Regions from separate parts of the Gossypium hirsutum genome. Here region 1 is linked to region 2. A link is a contact called in public Hi-C data. All regions are on one chromosome and are shown on one strand. Each heading gives the region's core, a stretch centred on a gene start, on an enhancer-like site or on the middle of the called end of the contact. The rest is flanking DNA. Distances are from core to core; before and after follow the strand shown.

What was found. A called contact is a pair of places that touch in the nucleus more often than the background predicts.
Region 1: a Hi-C map of leaf shows a contact between it and region 2, with 2.6 times the contacts expected there. The contact joins the promoter of LOC107962155 here to the promoter of LOC107929839 in region 2. A contact is called at or near these places in 9 of 34 Hi-C or Micro-C datasets (callus, leaf and petal).

The regions. Positions count from the first base shown.
Region 1 is chrA06:80,058,572-80,061,271 of Gossypium_hirsutum_v2.1, forward strand. It overlaps LOC107962155 (G-type lectin S-receptor-like serine/threonine-protein kinase At1g11410), which reads right to left and starts at 1,314. Exons shown (of 7, transcript XM_016898417.2): 1 at 1-1,314. The coding sequence starts at 977.
Region 2 is chrA06:79,752,646-79,755,345 of Gossypium_hirsutum_v2.1, forward strand. It overlaps LOC107929839 (oxygen-evolving enhancer protein 3, chloroplastic), which reads left to right and starts at 1,424. Exons shown (of 3, transcript XM_016861357.2): 1 at 1,424-2,156; 2 at 2,326-2,621. The coding sequence starts at 1,856. It also overlaps the pseudogene LOC107929838.

The sequences.
Region 1 (2,700 bases), core at 64-2,563, 310 kb after region 2:
CTTATAAACCATGCTTCGGATGACTTGGGTTTAAAGCCTGGGAAACACGTGCACTCGAAATCATCCGGGTGATCGGGGTTGCAGTAACCATTCGGCCCACAATGCCCGTAAAAATCACACTGATCCTTTGGGGCCGACCAGAACCCAATCCAATGTCGCGCTTGGTTGTTCCATGTGAACCTTTGTTGAATCCCTGTTTCGTTCGTTATCATTCTTGTGATGAAAGAGGCCTTCTTCACCCCATACGTGATCGATACTTCATCTGGAGTGTTGACAAAAGAAACATTAAATATGTAGCTGCTTGTCATTTCAGGTACACCACTCCATCTTTGCCCGGTCCATGACCCGGTTCGCCACCAAGGGGCGGAACCCTTGTACAAATACAGTTGAGGGAAGCCGCTCGGGTTGATCCGGTAGGAATAGTTTCCAATCCCAGGATCATCGGGAGACTTCCAAGACGTCAAGACTCGATCCACACCTGTTCTGAAACTCCACCCAAGTTTCATAAACGGAAGCATACTGTTTGTAGGATAATCAAAACTCTCCCACAGTACCGCCCTTCTGGTATCATTTTGAAGCAAAACAAGGTTTCCCGAATCCAAAATTAGAGCAATGGAATTCCTAGTGCCTGTGATGGACACGTTTGTAGACCAGACAGGAAGTGTTTGGTTTCTCTGGAACAGTGCAAGATTTCCTTGGCTATCGATTCTGAGGATCCCTGAGTTATCTTTAATGGGACTCTCCCTGTTGGCCACCCAAACAACTGTTTTCTCTGGAATCTGATGATACCAGATGCCAACATATCGATTCCTTGAACTGCCAGGGCTGAAAAATCCTAGAGCGAAAATCTTGCCACTAGAAACTATGACTTGATTATCTTTGATGAAGTGATCTAGTGTTATGGTGTCGGTAGAAATGCAGAGATGGGTAAGAAACAAAAGAAGCAGCACGCTAATAAGCCATTTAACATGATCCATCACTGGTTCGGTCTATGATTAATGTGTTCAGACAGAAGAAAGATATATATATTATAAATTGATGGAGTATATATTATAAATTGATGGAGTAGTTGGGATCTCATTAATAAGTGGAACCCCTAAATCTGACGGACTATGTCAAGCATTGGTGTGACAATGCCACCTTTTATACTTTTCAAAATCGAAGAAATAGAAAGGTGAAAAGTTTATCGCTGGAAATTTGTTGTCGGTTTGCTTGTCATGCCAGTTCTGTGATCTTTAAAGTTGTGAAAATGGCTAGCACTTCCCAAATTTCAACCTTGGTGGAGGAATTAGTTCCACCCAAACAGCAATCATTGCTCTAAACATTTGCACCGGACGTTTTGGCTTTTAACTCACACCAATGCATGCCTTTACGCATAGGAAATCTAAGCACCAAAAGTCGTAATCCTTCATTTGGCTATAAGAAAGCTTTGGACCACCAAATTTAATGAAACGAAAATGAAATTAGCAGCCGTATGGCTGAGTTTTGATAGCAGCTTTTTTTGCTTATCATGAGCACTAATCTGGCTGTCCCAGATGATATTTTATTATTTTACGCTGAAAACTGATTGTAACCTTTGGTGGGTAAAAGGATGAAAATTATGTTTTCTAAAAAAGACATTAAATCATAGGTGAAGTGTGAAAATGCTTACGTAACAATGTTCATCAATTTCCAATTTGGTCATTAGATATTTGATTTATTTTACATAATGATTCTTAATTGTTCATTTAAATATTTTACGTAAAAAATATTAAAATATAAAATATAAAAACCCAACATGTGGCCACCTTTTGATTTAATTACAAATTTTAGGAACTAATAATTTTATAATTTATTTCAAATTAAAAAAAAATTCAAACAAATAACTGATATTATTAGATAAAAGGTAAAACTAATAGTGCAATTGAAAAAAAAATAGTATTTGTTCATTATTTAGGACTTACAAAAATTTTATTTTTAAAAATTTAAATTTGATAGTGTAATTTTTAGATAAAAATAAAAAAGATAGTTTTAAAATTAGAAATGGAATTTGTATTTTTATTTTATGATAAAAAATTTTATTTAAAAATTTATATAATTTTACAAAATTAAAATAAAATATTAATATATTTAAAATAAAATACTTACCAACAATTCTTTGGCTAGCTTAGAATGTCTATCTCTATATGTTCCGGCAAAAATAAAAAATAGTAGGTTGCATGGTAGTCCTCCCAAAGAGATTTGGTTGTAAGAGAAGCCATTTTCTATATATTTCTTCTTCTTTTTTTCCACTACTAACTAAATGATGTTTGTAAAATTTGTAGTGCAGATGCACCTTAGAATTTCAAATGATACAAAAAGCCCTTGCGGGCAAAGAAACCTCTGGTGAGATATCCCACTTTACATTTTTCTGGGCTAAATTTGATTAATATGCTTTTTTTTTAATATGGTCTTTAGGTCGGTTTTAAAATTAATTAAGGAAATAGGTCGGTTTTAGGAGAGAGAATATGAAAACGTACCCAATTACACATATGATAGAAGAGCTCGTCCAGTTGGACACGCTTTCCCTTAATGATAAAATACAACAGCTTTTTGATCGTTACCGCGTCAAATAGTTTAAAAAAATTTTAAAATCTCCCAACTGTAATTTTTTCTTTAACATATAAATAGCCCTTCAAATTTCATTTTTTTCATTCACATCATTCTCTCAAACTCTCTGAA
Region 2 (2,700 bases), core at 174-2,673:
TTCAATTGGATAGTTCAGGGTCTTCCCAAGCTGGACTACAGGGACCCTAGTTTCCTTTAAATATTGTTTATCTTCAATATATATAAATTCCTGAGAAAATTATCTATAGTCAAACTCTATTTAATAAATAAAGAAATAATTAAAAACTCTTAAAACTATTTAAATATTTGGATTTACAAATTTTATGTAACTCAAACTTTAATTAAATGAATAAATATATTAATCTTTAGACTTTTAAGCAATATAAAATGTTAATTTAACTTATGTTCGTAATGCTCAAAAATATTTGGATCCCATTCAAAACTACTTCACTAATTACTTCTTCTTCCAAAGCCTTGTAAGTTTGTACCATCATCATAGTGGGTGTTTTAGATTCTTCTGCAACCAAACCTTTCTATTCATATTTTTGGGTTACAATTTTTATTTGTGAAATTTTATAAGTTTTTCTATATTTTTTTATATTTTTAAACATTTTAAAGTTTTTTTAATAATTTTTATGTATATATATTTTTAATTTTTCATAATTTTTAATATTTTGAAACTTTTTTTTTACAATTTTTAATAAAATATTTGATTTTTTGTTTTTTTAAACTTTTTTTTTGAAAATTTTTACAATTTTACAATATTTTTAATAATTTCTTTAGAATTTTTTATAATTTTTTAGAAAATTTAATTTTCTTATTTAATATAATAATTTTTAATTTTTTTGAATTTGATTTAAAATTTTTCTACTTACCTGGCAGTGCCACACCAAGATCAAAATGGCTCATTAAGCATTCGTTAACAGCCACATCAACATATTAATTGTTGATTAAGCCATACTATGCCATTTACAAAAAAAAAATGCAAAACTTGTTTTCTTCTACAAAAGTTTTCATACTTTGGAAAAATCTATAAATTCTTTAATATTTTCTAATTTAAATTTTTATAAGAAATTTCTTATAATTGTTTATTAATATTATATACTTTTTTATTTTTAAAAATTATAAATTTGTATGAATTTTGGGAAATATTTTCCATATTTTTTGAAAATTTTGAAGATTATTTTGAATTGTTTGTAAACATTTTCAAAGTTTTGATAAATTTTAATATTTTTACAATTTTAAACAATATTTAATTGTTAAATAATTTTGATTTTTTTTATTTTTTTATAAATTCTACATTATATTTTAATTTCTAAAGTATTATATAATTTTTGGGAAATTTTTAAAAATCAATCAACCACAATTTGATGTTTTCTCAATTTTGTAAAGTACTGGAGAGAGATATCAATTCATTTAAGTTCCAAATTGACAAAGTATTTATACCAAAAAGAAAAAATAACGTTATTTTAGGCCCATTTGGGTCGAATTGTTTGGACCTATTTTGACTAGACTTCCAATTGGGTACATGCATAAGTCACCACCAATTGTTAGTGAATTTTAAGAATTGAAGTTATTTCTTTTTATATTGTAATAAATGTTGATGAACAAGTTTTCTAATCCAATGCTTCTTTTATTTAGGTTGTAAGATTACTGCAACTTCGCCTTGGGCAACGATGCGTAGAAATCTTAACCCGGTTGAATAAAAAAAAAGACATGCAAAAGTCTACATGTCAGAACAGAAACCAGGTCACCAGGAAAAACCAATCCAACATGTCAAATGCCAAGAGCAAGAATCATAGTGTACCCCATATGTCTAACAACTATTGGTTAAGACCACATCCAACTTATCCAAAGTGGAAAATCGCAGATAAGGTGCGTCGCAAACCACAACCAATCTACATCGCAGAAGTTAACACCATCAAATCAAACACCCCCCACATCAAAACCTACACTTGGCTCATTCAGATTGAAAAAACACTCTGGTTGTGGAGATGGCACAGGCAATGGCATCAATGGCTGGTTTACGTGGCTCTTCACAGGCTGTCCTGGACGGCAGCCTTCAACTCAGTGGCCAAACCCGCTTCAACATTCCTAGCAACAACCGAGTGGCTGTGGGTAGGTCTGGTTTCACTGTCAGAGCTCATCAGACACCGGCCGAGCCTGAGACTGGACGCAGAGCCATGTTGGGTCTTGTTGCTGCTGGTTTGGCCACTGGCTCCTTTGTTCAAGCTGTGCTTGCCGATGCCAGAAGCATCAAGGTTGGCCCACCTCCCCCTCCCTCTGGTGGACTGCGTAAGTCATCCATTCTTTTCAATTTATACAAATTTAATCAACATTGTTTTGTAGGCCATGGTCCATAAAGAACTTGAGAACTGGAATTTTAGCTGGAAAAATGGAATCATTATATATTTTATAAATGTTCAAATTTTGTAATTTGATGATGAAATCGGCATGTCGGCAGCTGGAACTCTGAACTCTGATGAGCCAAGAGACCTTGTTCTGCCATACAAAGACAGGTTCTTCCTCCAACCAGTTACTCCAGCTCAGGCAGCACAGAGAGCAAAGGAATCAGCCAAGGACATTCTGGGTGTCAAGAACTTGATTGACAAAAAAGCCTGGCCTTATGTCATGAATGATCTCCGTCTCAAGGCCGAGTATCTCCGCTATGACCTCAACACCGTCATTGCTGCCAAGTCCAAAGATGAGAAGAAAACTCTAAAGGACCTCACCAAGAAGCTCTTCAGTACCATCGATGATGTATGTTTTTGAAGTTTTGCTTTAGGTTTACCTGCATAATTGCTAGCATCATTTAACATGGTAAATTATCATGAATTTA